Linked DNA regions of Sus scrofa: region 1 is linked to region 2. Evidence: chromatin contacts called from public Hi-C data. All regions are on one chromosome and are shown on one strand. The core of a region is the stretch at or near the end of the contact, and the rest is flanking DNA. Distances in the headings are between cores, read along the strand shown. Region 1 holds the start of GBX1 (homeobox protein GBX-1). Region 2 holds the start of SMARCD3 (SWI/SNF-related matrix-associated actin-dependent regulator of chromatin subfamily D member 3).

Region 1 (6,677 bases), core at 1,274-3,773, 100 kb after region 2:
TTACCCACCACACCGTAACTGTAGTCAAACCCACACCTCTGTAACAACCCTAGCTGCTGCGGCCAGATTCTTAACCCACTGTGCCACGGTGGGAACTCCAAAATACAATACACCTTTTTTCCTTTTAGGGTAACACCTGTGGCACATGGAAGTTCCCAGGCCAGGGGTCAAATTGGAGGTACAGCTGCCGGCCATTGCCACAGCCACAGCCAGGCAGGATCCAAGCCGGATCTGCAAACTACACCACAGCTCATGGCAATGCCGGATCCTTAACCCACTTAGGGAGGCTAGGGACTGAACCCACATCCTCATGGATACTAGTCGGGTTCCTAACCTGATGAACCACAACGGGAACTCCCTACAATACACGTTGAAGTCTGGTCTTCCATATTGGTACCAGGGAGTGCTTGGTTAATTTTACAAAGAGTTCCGAAAAATATCTTTAGGAGGACGGATAAGGGTTATCCTTGTACATTGGCAGTGAGTTGGTGCTCCCAGACTTAAGGCATCTCTTCTTTCCATGCCGACATCTTCCCACCAGACTCGTCCCCCAGAAGTTTCACTGAGTTGATTGTAGAGCCCAAGATGGATCAGGATTGCGCCGAAACCACACTTCTCTCCCCTTACCTCTTGGACGCATGTATCATCAGCCAAGCATAACCAAAGAAAGCTCCTTGGACCCCACCCTCTTCTGTCCCACTCTGGTGACCGTGTGTGGTGACAGGGTAATGCCTCAGCTTAACGTGAGTGGTGTTCATAGACCAACACAACACCCCTGAACTGGACAAAGGTCACTGAGATCCAGAGCTTCCTCCTGTCCTGCACAGTCTTGAGACTCTGAGATGCTGGTGTAGGTTTTCCTCTGAACCAAATAACTTCCCCTGTTTAGACTGCAGCTTCCTAAACGTGCCTGGCTTCGCTATTATTAATCCCAACTTGCCTGCCTCTCCTTGGCCCCACTTGAAGAACTGTTTCCCAGTGCCCAGATGACCCTCGTTGAGCTGGCCAGGCTTATTCTGTCTCCCGAAGTTCCCGTCACTCTTCTTCTGCTGACTCGCCTGTCCTAAAAGCCTTAGGCTCCGCGGACCCGACCCTGCTATCAACCAAAAGTGCCCGTGACTTTTTGCCTCCAGATTGTCAACTCTTACTTCTGGGAATCGGGAGGAGGGGGAGGGTAAAAGGCGCCGCCATCGCTGCGACTGAGAAGGGGGGAGGTGAGCAGAGTCATCCGCAATTAGCGGATAATTAGCGCCGCTGACCCTTGGGGCTCATCAGCGCTCCTGGGGCCAGCCCCCAGCAATCAGCCAGGGCAGGTCGAGAGTGTCAGGCCCGGAATGAATAGGGCTCATCAGCGGCGCTGGAGTCGGGGAGCCAATCAGGGAAATTAATAGCGCAGGAGAGGGAGAGAGCGCGAGGGAGGGAGGCAGAGATAGACAGACAAGCAGACAGACGAGACAGAGATACAGGCGAGAAATGGGGGGGGGGTGTAGAATGAGGCGGACCGGGATGGGGTGTGAGAAAGAGGAACAATCGAGTAGGACAGGGACAGAAACGAGGGCAGGAAAGGGAAGGGGGAGGAAGAGGGAGGGAGGAAAGTGAGAGGAATGGTAAGTCCTTGGCAGAGTGTGGGCACTCGAGGAAATTAGCCACAGAGGCCAGCGTGAGGGACTCGGGGGTCCGCGACGGAGGAGAGAGTGAGGAAGAGCCCGAGCCGGGAGGAGAGAGGGGGACTTGGCTCCACCGGGGACGGAAAGGGCCCGGCGTTGAGAGGCCCTGGAGCCGCGGCGCCCGGCGGCCGAGCGCGCCCCCTGCCGTCCCCGCCTCGCCGCCCGAGGGGGCGCCGAGGTCCCGTCCCGCCCGCCGCGCCGCGCCGTCCGCCCGGGGGCCGAGGAGGGGACGTCGCGGGCGGGCGGGCCGGCCGGCGGGGAGGCGCGCTCGGGGGACTGGCCCGGAGTCCGAAGGAGGGCGGCGCCCGGGGCGGGGGGCTCTGCGGTCCAGCCCCGCCGCGCGCTCGGTCCCCGCCGGGGCCACCTCCCAGTCCCTGCTCCCAGTCGGCGCCCGGGGCTGGGGGGGCGGGGGGGCCGGGCTGGGTGGAGGGCGGGGCACCGGCCCGGCAGCTGCGGCCGCCTTCTCGTCCGCCGCAAACTTTCACAAAGCGGCGTGTCCGGCCTCATCAATCTCCATTAATAATAGTTGGTTGGGCTGCGGGGGCGGGCGGGGGTCCCGGGCCGGCCGGCCGGGCCGCTGGGAACGGGCTCTGCGGAGGGAGCGGGAGCCGGGCGCGGCGGCTGCGGGCGGAGGGAGGAAGTGAAGCGTAATTTGAGGAAGATGGATGAGTCCGGAGGGCGACACCCCCAGCCCGCCCGCTCGCCCGCCCCCTCCCTCCTTATGAGAGCGAGGGAGCGCCGCGCCGGAGCCACACTGCGCCGAGCCCGCGCCCCGCCGCCACCTCGGCCCGGGAGCCAGGGAGCGAGCCCTGCGTGTCCGCGCGGGGCGCCCGAGCCGCGGGGCGCACGGCGGCGCCCGGAGGGGAGCGCCCCGGGGCGGCCGCAGCTCCGGGCGCGATGCAGAGAGCCGGAGGCGGGGGCGCCCCCGGGGGCAGCGGCGGGGGCCCGGGCACTGCCTTCTCCATCGACTCGCTGATCGGGCCCCCGCCGCCGCGCTCCGGCCACTTGCTCTACACCGGCTACCCCATGTTCATGCCCTACCGGCCGCTCGTGCTGCCGCAGGCGCTGGCCCCCGCGCCGCTGCCCGCCGGCCTCCCGCCCCTGGCCCCGCTCGCCTCCTTCGCCGGCCGCCTCACCAACACCTTCTGCGCGGGGCTGGGCCAGGCCGTGCCCTCGATGGTGGCGCTGACCACCGCGCTGCCCAGCTTCGCGGAGCCGCCCGACGCCTTCTACGGGCCCCCGGAGCTCGCCGCCGCCGCCGCCGCCGCCGCGGCCGCCGCCACCGCCGCCCGAAACAACCCCGAGCCGGGCGGCCGACGCCCGGAGGGCGGGCTGGAAGCCGAAGAGCTGCTGCCCGCCCGGGAGAAAGTGGCAGAGCCCCCGCCGCCCCCGCCTCCGCACTTCTCAGAGACTTTCCCAAGTCTGCCGGGTAAGTGCTGCGGCCGACGGGGCGCCGGGCGGGAGGCTCGTTCACCTGGAAACCCCTGCCCGCCGCCGGCTCCGAACCTCGGCACCTGCCTGGAGCCCTGGAATCCTAGACCCCCCGGTGGCGGGTTCTGCGGAACCCCCTCCACTTCCGTTCCCAACGCGGCACCTCTAGGTCCCAGGAGGGCCGCCCTGCTCTGTCTCCAGAGTGCCCGACGCCTCACCAAGCGCCTCCCAGAGCTGCCCGCCAGATTAGTGCCTTTCCTCCCAGTAGCCGGCCCTGCAGCCGCGGCTCCCCCGTCTCCTCCTCGGAACCCCTTCATTTTTCTCCTCTGCGGGGAATAGAGAGGCGGCGAGTGTGGGATGCCTGGGGACGGCGGCAGGACCCCTGGGGGGATACAGTGAGGCAGCTGTCAGTTCAGGGAGGGCTTCCGAGACCTCAGGGGCAAAGGGAGGGTCTTAAAGTGGTGCCGGCAGGTGTTGATGGCCGGCTTTCCTCTCAGTTGTAGAGGGCACTTCTGAATTGGCCCAGGTAGAGCGAAGCTTGAGGAACAAACTAGGGGTCCTAAAAGATGATTAGCTGGCAGGGGACCGGCTGGGCTTGATTGGGAGACCGAGGGAAAGGCGAGAGGCTGAAGAGGGTTGGGTGTGGCCTGGAGTCCAGAATCCACCTAAGATTCTGGAACCAGTGAGATCCAGCTAAGAGCTAATTCAGGAACCCTGGCCCCTCCAGGAGGCCTTCTCCCCACAGAGGCAAGTGTCTTCAAACCGAAACCTGTTTAGAATCCCTCTAAACAGGCCTCCCTACCTATCCTTAATCCCTAGAAGCTGGAGAGGCTTTCCGCTATCCAGGAGCAGGTTCAGGTGTGCTGAGATCCAAAGCTTATAGGATTTGGTGGGTGGGCTCTAGTGAAGGGAAAACGGGGACTGCTGCGTGCGAGTGTGGGCTTCCTGAAGCTTCAAGTTCTTTAGCATCAGAATGAACCTGACTCTGCTTCACACACCCAGCTTGGCAGGTGGAAGTGACCCCAGGGGGCCTGGGGGCCACCCGAGGGGAGACACGGAGATAGATGCAGGAGTCCTTTTGTCCTTGGCTAGGAGAGAGCAACTCCTGGATAGGTTTCTGGGCCCTTCCTTGAAATTGTCCAAGGGGCTAATACATCTCGACCCCAAGGGCTGCTGTAGAATCTGCTTTCCTCTTCTTTCCCCTTTAGCCTGGGCCCTTTGGCTTTGGGGATTCGGCTCCTGTCTTTTGCCCACTGGTTGGACCAGGAGGAGCCACAGACTGAAGTCTGAGCATCCCTAGGGAGGACTGGAAGGTGGGAGGAGATGTCCACAAGATGTGGGGGGAGGAGCAGCCGACAGGGCGATGGGAAGAGGCAAGGGTCTGTGGGGGTGGGGAACAGGATAGTCCCCAGGCAGAGAGGGCAAGGCGGGCATCAGAAGGTTGGCTTTGGAGGCAGTAGGAGCCCGGAGGACAGAACCGGACACCCCCCGGAGGAAGGGATGCACTGAGGGGGCGGGGCTGGGGGGTAGCCCCCTGGCATGGGGAGACACCCGGCCTCCTCGTTCAGCTTCCCCTCAGTTCTTATTTTGACCCCTTTGTATAGTGGGGGCTCTTTTCTGAAGCAGGTAGAATGTTGGCTGTAAAGCCAGACATTGAGAGAGAGAGAGAGAGGAAGGAATAGCAGAGGGAAAGAACAGAAGAGACATATTGAGGGTAGGAGAGAGGAAAGGACGAGCGAACGAGCAGCGTGCCCACATTCTCCAGAGGGAACGTGAGAGAGCAGAGGGCCGTCGATGGGGATGATGAGTGCAGGGTTCCAGCCTTGGCTGATGAAAACGGAACAGTATTTCTGGGCCAGAAGAGTGTGTGTGTGTGTGTGTGGAAGAGTTCTGTCTTGAGAGGATTTGAAAGGAGCTAAATAAATACCCTAGTAGGAACCAGGGAAAAGTTTCCACACACAGAGTAAATTTTTTTTTTTTTAAGCCACACCCGGGGCATGTGGAGGTGACCGGGCCAGGGAGTGAACCTGCGCCACTGCAGTGACCCCAGCCGCTGCAGTGACAATGGCCGACCCTGGACCCGCTGTGCCACAGGAGAACTCCCGGGAGTAACTTTTAAAAAGGTTTTAAAAATGTTATGCTGGGAATGATAGGAAACTGGAATTTTTATAGAGAGAAGGATGAAGGAAAGAGCTTCCTCACCTGAAGAAATTGCTGGAAGCCGAAGGAGATTGATTGCTGTTCTCGGAGTACAGACAAGGGATTTCTTTGCGAAGAATGATGGGAAGGGAACCTTAGGGAGGAAGAGTTTGGGGAAGTGTTGACGTCAAGGTGATGGCTCATTTTGGGAAGAGATACACATAGAGGGTTTACCGAGGGGCTTCTGGGGCTGAGCTGTGAGGAGAGATTTCAGGAGCATTCGAAGAGGAGGATGCATGGGGGGGCTTGCTGGCGACGGCTCCTCCTTATCATTCTTGGAGCAAGCTCGCCTCGCCTCGCCCCGCCCTCGTGTCTCCCTTTCCAATCCTGACGTTTCCCTAAAATAGTTGAGGACAGAAAAGGCAATTTCAGAAACGTTAGACGTCAGATCGGTTTGGGGGGGGGGTGATGACACATGGCCCCACGCTGAAAGTGGTGGGAAGATGCCTACTCCACTTTGAGGATTGCGTGAGAGCATTTAGCGTGAAGTCAGAGAGTTCCCGGGGCGAAAAATGGGATGAAACCTCCACATGAGCAGAGTTGGGAGAAGGAGTGGTACCTTTGCCACGACAGAGGAAGACTTGCTGCCCCAGTGTGCAGGGGTGACATGGGTCTGAAATTCTTCATTTACATGTGTCTAGTGTTGTGTAATTACTAGCCCTTTTAGTGAAATTACCGTGAAAATCTGCCACTTTGGACGATGATGAGCGAAGTTCTTTTTGTTGGGATTTAGGACCGTATCTAAAAACGTTGCTGAGAGTGGAGACAGATAACACCCAGTTGGTACTAGAACTGCTGAAGAAGACAGCAGAACTTTATCATGATGTGCTTGCAGGGGTGGAAGCTATCTTATGAGGCCAGAAGAGATACTATGTGCAGAAATAATTACATAGAAAAGGTATTGAGGACGGGATATTGGAAACCATGCTAGATTCGGAGTGTGGGAGCAGTAGGGATACTTGGAGAAGGTGTCCTAGTAGGAGAGAGAAAAAAGAATTTTGAATTTTGAATGAGATTTAAAAGTATGAATAAACAGAAGAGCCCAGAATAGGGCCAACAAGTCTTTTAGGTCTTTAAAATAATGAGCCACGTTCAAAACGTAAAATGAGACAGGTGAAATTAATTGTATAATATGGTTTCTTTAACCCAATGTGTCCAAAATATTATTTCAGCATCAATCAACAGAAAAGAATTTAATGACATGTGTTATATCCTCTTTGCAGACTAAGTCTTTGAAATCCAGAGTGTATTTTACACCTGCAGCGCATCTCAGTTCAGCCCAGCTATGTTTCAGGTGCTCAGTAGCACGTATGGTCCATACTCAACACAAAAGACCTAGAGACGTGTAGGAACAGTCACGTGAAAGGGATTGGGGGAAAG
Region 2 (6,243 bases), core at 2,056-4,555:
GAACACGAAAAAGAATGCGTATGTATAACTCACTCCCTTTGCTGCTCAGGAGAAACGAACACGACATTGTCAATCAACCACACTTCAATACGATTTTTATTTTTATTTTTTTATTTTTTTGTCCCTTCTAGGGCCGCACCCGCGGCATATGGAGGTTCCCAGGCTAGGGGTCCAACTGGAGCTGCAGCCACCAGCCTACACCACAGCCACAGCAACTCGGGATCCGAGCCGCATCTGCTACCTACACCACAGCTCAGGGCAACGCCGGATCCTTAACCCACTGAGCAAGGCCAGGGATCGAACCCACAATCTCATGGTTCCTAGTTGGATTCGTTAACTACTGAGCCACGATGGGAACTCCAATACGATTTTTTAAAGGGGCGAAAGAAAAGAGAAACACTAAATCAGAAAAACATCTCATTAAATCTCAGAGCAGTTTCTAGAATCTTTTTACCTTCCTTGTCCTGACCTGTCAGTATGTTTGGGGGACAGTGAAGCAGGAGGGGGCTGATGACTCCTGGAAACCCCCAGGGGAGGCCAGAGCACTGAGGTGCAGCAGCCCAGAAGCCAGGGACCAAACCCCACCTCCTGGGCCAGGCCAAGCTGCCTCTTCCCTGAAGGTAACCCCCCCACCGCCTTCCCCAGAGTTGCCTAGGGTGGGAGTGGTGGCGGGAAGAAGCCTGACAACGTGGATTTGAATCCCAGGTCTTCCACTTGCGAGTCACGTGGCCTCGGCCGTGTCACTTGACTTCCCAGAGCTTCGTGCTTTATCTTCTGTAAATGCAAATATTAATGTCTGTCCTGTTGGGAAGAACAAACACCTGATATAGTGCTGGACATATGGTGAGGGTGAGGAAACACTCCTGCTGGCTTTCTACTAACATTAAATTTTTTTTTCATTTTTGGCCGCCCCATGGCATATGGAGCTCCTGGGCCAGGAATCAGATCTGAGCCCTTGTTGCCACCTAAGCCACAGCTGTGGCAATACCAGAGCTTTAACCCCCTGTGCTGGGCCAGGGATCGAACCCCCATCTCAGCGCTCCCAAGACTTCGCCGACCCCATAGCACCACAGCGGGACCTAAATTTTTTTTAATTGGGGTAAAATACAAATAAAAATATACCATCTTAAATTTTTTTTTTTTTTTTTGGTCTTTTTAGGGCTGCACCGTCGGCATATAGAAGTTCCCAGGCTAGGGGTCGAAGCCGAGCTGCAGCTGCCAGCCTACGCTATAGCCACAGCAATGTGGGATCCCAGCTGAGCCTGCCACCTACCCCACAGCTCACAGCAATGCTGGATCCTTAACCCACTGAGCGAGGCCAGGGATCGAACTCGTGTCCTCATGGATACTAGTCGGGTTTGTTACCTCCGAGCCACAAGGGGAACTCCATCTCAACCATTTTTAGGTGGACGGTTCTGTGGCATTAAGTACATTTACGTTGTGGTGCAAACATCACACCATCCATCCACAGAGTTCTTTTCATCCAGCAAAATACATTGTGTCCTCGTGAAACACTAACTCCTCATTCCTTCCCAAACCCCAGTCCCTGGCAACTTCCGTCTACATTCTGTCTCCTCCAGCGTCAGGCCTCGCCCCTGGGGCTGAACTTGTCCTGTCTACCTGAGCCATCTACTCATATGGATCCCCCGTCTGGCCCATGGACAGCTCACATCCCCCACCACCACCCCAGAGCCTAGTTCAGTGCCAGGAAGAGAGCGCTAGGGGCTCGAAGAAGAAATGCAAAACACGGGAGGGAGATGAATGTGATAGGACCCCGTAGGCACAGGTGCTTGTGGAAGCCCCAGTAGGGGATCACAGATTAAGAGGGAAACCTGGGGGCTGCCGGGAGACCACTGTCAGTTCTAGAAAGCCGTCAGCACCGGGCAGGCTTGCTCGACAGGTGGAGGTGCGAGAATTGCCTCAGGTCGTTGGGTGGGGGATGGGGTGAGGGCTGCGTTCAGATTCAGACCAAGGGCAGGAATCTGAGGACCGCCCTTCTGCGGATTTGAATACACACCTTTCCGGATACCCAGGAGGAGCTGCTACTCCCAGAAAGGAAGAGGCGGGCTTTTCCGACCCCCACTCCCCCTGGATGATAAAGCTGTAGCCCACCTGATTCGTGGGGCAGAGCTTCCTTGCCTGCCTGCTGGCATCCCTCACAAGCGTCCTATCCTAATAAATCTATTTCTTGGCTATCACTGTGTCTCTCGCTGAATTCCTTCTGCACGGAAGCATAAAGAACCTGAACCTCAGTGAGTCCAGACCTCAGGTGAGTGCTCGTTTAAAACATGGGTTCAAGCCCCAATCTGTGTTCTGGCTAGGTTCAGGCCATTAATACTGTCAGTTTCAAATGGGTCAACAAAATGTGGTGTGTAAGAGTTCCCCGCGTGGCTCAGTGGTAATGAACCCCACTAGTATCCATGAGGATGCAGGTTCAATCCCTGGCCTCGCTCTGTGGGCTAAGGATCCAGCATTGCTGTGAGCTGTGGTGTAGGTGGCAGACTCAGCTCAGATTACAAATTGCTGTGGCTGTGGTGTAGGCCTGCAGCTGCAGCTCCAATTCCACCCCTAGCCTAGGAACCTCCATATGCCACAGGTGCTGCCCAGAAAGACTTAAAAAAAAATGGCATATATTCATCTGTGCATTGCATATATGCAGACAACAGGAATCTTCTCCTCAAAAGGATGGAATTTCTGACACGTTACAGCATGGATGAAGCTCAAGGCCGTTATGCTCAGTGAAATCAGCCAGTCGCCAAAGGGCAAATACAGAATGATTTCATTTGTATGAAGTACTCAAGAATAGTCAGATTCACAGAGACAGCCTGCGGAGTGACCAGAGCGGCTCCTCTGGCTGCAAGTCCAGGAAGGGATTCTCCGGGGCCAGCGTCCCCGCGGAATCGGTAGTACAGCCCGGAGGGACACAGATTAGACCAGGAGCGTGCACATGCATGACGGGGCGGGGCGGGGGCATCCGTCGGAGCCTGTCCTTGAACCTGGAGTGGAACCGAGGCCCTCTCCCCACTGAGAGTGTGTGTGTCTGTCTGTCTGTGGTCCCATGCGCCTAATGTCTGCGGTCACATCGGACCCTCTGAAGGTCTATGTGAATCCGCGGGCGCAGAGGCGCATCTACAGACGAAGGCACATCTGTGCACTGACTAAATGAACATCACAATGGGCCCGGCCAGTGCGCGCCGCGGTGCTCCAAGCGTGGCGATCGCACATTCGGATGGATGGGGCGACGCTGACTGCTCTGATCCCTAACTCATTATTAAGCTCCTCGCTCTTTGCAGACGCTCCCTGCGCCTCCCCCGCTCCCGGCAGCAGCGGCGCAGGCGCCGGGCCGAGCCGAGCGCCGAGCAGGGAGCGAGCGACCGCGCTCCGGGCCGGGGTCCCGGGGGAGCAGGTGAGCGACCCGCGCCGCGCGGCCCCCAGGCCCTTGGAGGAGACGCCGCCCGGCCGCGCTGCGCCGGCGCCCCGGCCTTCCCTGCTTGGCAGTACCCGTCTTGCCTCTACTGGCATCACCCCTCCTTCCTTTGCCTGGCATCCCTCCTCCCCCCCGCCTGGTACCTCCTCGCCTCCCGCCTGCCTGGCATCCCTCACCGCCCCCCCCCCCCGTCTGGCGTTTCCTTCCCCCCTCCCCTTGCCTGGCATTTCCCTGTTCTCCCTCTGCCTGGCACCTCCCTTCTTACCCCTTCCTGGCACCTTCCTCTTACCTGGCACCCCCTTCTCCCTGCCTGGCTCCCCCCCTCTCCTTTCCTGATCTCTCCCCCCACTCCTGACTCCCCTCGCCCCACCGCCCCGCCTGGCACCTCCCCCCACTCCCTTTCTTGCACCTCTTCCCTGACTGGCAAACTCCCATCCAGCCTCCTCTCTGATTCTTCCCCCTCCACGCCTCACCCGGCTTCTTTCCCTCCTCCCCTTACCTGGTCCCTCCCCTCTCCCCCTCCCCTGCATTCCCCCGTTTTCCCTTTGCCTGGCACTCTCCTGCCTGGTACCTTCCTCTCCTCCCTCGTGTCTGGCACCTTCCCTCCTCCCCAACTGCCTTGTACCTACTTGTCCCCAGTGGCCTGTCCCCTCCTCCCTGCCCAGCACTTTCCTGCCCTGCTCCTGACTGGAGCTTTCCTCCCCACCCCCTCCCTACCTGGCATCTCCCCCCCTCCCCCATGCTTGGCACCCCCACCCCACCCCTGCCTGGCCCAACCCCCTCCCCTGCCCTCCTCCTCCCCCTCCCCCCGCCTGTCTCTCCCCTCTCCCCCCTGCCTGGCCCTCTCCCTCCCCCCTGCCTGGCCCCTCCTTCCCTCCCTTGTGCCCCTTCCTCTTGGCCTCCTCTTGCCCAACACCTCTCCCCCATTCAGATTGTCCCTCTTCCTGCCAGGTACCTCCTCCCCTGCCCCAGGCTGGTAACATCCTCCCCTCTTGGCATCTCCCTCCTCTCACTGCCTCCCTGCCTCCTCACCCTTCTCAGAGTCACCCTCTGGCCAACACCCCCAGCACATGCCCCTGAACTGCTCCCAAGCCCCCACACTGCTCCCAAGCTACCACACTGCCCCCTCCTCGTCCCCCAACCTGCTGTCTGCCCACAAGTTGGGTTCTGACCCTAGCCCACCGCCTTCCTCCCTGGCAGGGGGTGACCACGAAGGCTGGGCACACAGGGAGGGCCCACTGTCGGCTGGGCAGACTACAGAGCGGGTTGGCTCTACTGCCACCCACCCCTAGCTGTCCCTTGGGACATCCTTGAGCTCCAGAAGTCATCCAGGTCCCATCCTGGCTGCCGGTCATGCCCTCCCCACCCCAGTGCCCGGCTCTCTCCTCCACTCTTGACAGGACCCCCCAAAGGTGCTGCCTCTGCCAGGGCCTGGGCTCTGCCAGCTCCTTGACTCGCATCCTTCCAGGCCTGACCTGTAGGCCTTGGTCTCTGACTGCTTCCTGCAGTCACGCTGCCCTTCCTTGTGCCACCCAGCCAGGCTGGCCCAGCCCGCCCCCTGCTCCCTTCCTACGCGCCTCCTGCCTTCCTCAGACCTTGTCATGGAGCTGGTCCACACAGCAGGCCCTTGTGAGTCTGGCTCTGGGGCTCGGGGTCTGGCCAGTCCCTCCCACTGCCCTCTCCTTTCAGATCCCCCCCAGAATGGCCCTTGGTGCTGCAGGCACGGTAGGCTCTGGGCCCGGGCACCGAGGGGGCACTGGATGACTCCCCCGCTGCAGGACCCTGCCACCTATGACTCCAGGCCTTCAGCACCCACCCGCCGTGGTACAGGTAGGCGCTGCTGCCCTCCCCCCACCCCACCCCCGCCAGCCCTGGAGCAGGAGCCTCGGGGTTCCACTGAGAGTCACTGGCTCTCAGCCTCTGGTCCTACCCCTGGGCCCCCTCTTGGCCCTTCTGCCCCGAGCTGGACCTGTGGCAGGGCCTCTTCTCATCCCCTACCCCAATTGGAACCTCTGCCCAGGCCCTGCTGGCAGCCACCTCCACACTGGCCCCCCCTCTTGCTCAGGGTCCCCTTACTTTCCACTGTCCCTGGGTCCTGCCTCTTGAAGCCAGTCGGAGCCAGGGACAAGTGAGCCTCCTCTGGCTTGTTCCATGTCCTCCCCACGGACACCCAGACACACGCCTTCTCGCCCCTCACCTGTGCGCGAGCGCACACACACACACACACACACACACACACACACACACACCCCAGCACACAGCTGGGAGGAAACCGCTGATCCTGGCACAACTTGGGCTCTGGAAACCTACCCCCAAACCTGCTATGGCGAACATCCGAAAGCTTTCTGGGACCCGGACAGGGGTTCGTTCCAGGCAGGAGGGGTGGCGTCCTGTGGCAGGGCCTCTGGTGGAGCTGGCCTTGCCCTGCCACCAGGCAGGCCTCCGGCTCAGAGGTGCTGGCTCTCAGGCCCGTAGTGAGCGCGCCAACTCCCGGCAGGCAGCGTGAGAGGAGACAGCCTGGCTAGTCCCCCGTCGGGGCCCCTGGTGCAGAAGGAAGCGCTGAGGCACCGTGTGGAACGGCCACCTGGCCCAGAGCCCCATTCATCTGCGTGAGGGTGGAGCTGGGTCCGAGACATGCCATCTGGGCTGAGCTCGGCCTGTCCAGCCCCCCGCCCCCGTCACTCTGGTCGCCTCACTGGGGGGAGTCATCTGGCAACAGATCGGGAGCTGTCACCTGGAGGTATGAGGGACTCAGGCCCTGCTGGCAGGGCTGGCAGTCCAGCAGAAAGTGCCCTGGCGTGATTCAGGCCTCAGGG

Evidence for each region. Hi-C and Micro-C count contacts between places; a contact is called where the count stands out from the background.
Region 1: a contact with region 2 is called in a Hi-C map of subcutaneous adipose tissue, with 3 times the contacts expected there. The contact joins the promoter of GBX1 here to the promoter of SMARCD3 in region 2. A contact is called at or near these places in 12 of 47 Hi-C or Micro-C datasets (alveolar macrophages, embryonic fibroblasts, fetal liver and 7 more).

Annotation. Positions count from the first base shown.
Region 1 is chr18:6,056,365-6,063,041 of Sscrofa11.1, forward strand. It overlaps GBX1 (homeobox protein GBX-1), which reads left to right and starts at 2,524. Exons shown (of 2, transcript XM_003360076.4): 1 at 2,524-3,096. The coding sequence starts at 2,565.
Region 2 is chr18:5,955,161-5,961,403 of Sscrofa11.1, forward strand. SMARCD3 (SWI/SNF-related matrix-associated actin-dependent regulator of chromatin subfamily D member 3) reads left to right here and starts at 3,306. Exons shown (of 14, transcript XM_021079264.1): 1 at 3,306-3,406; 2 at 5,117-5,257. The coding sequence starts at 5,219.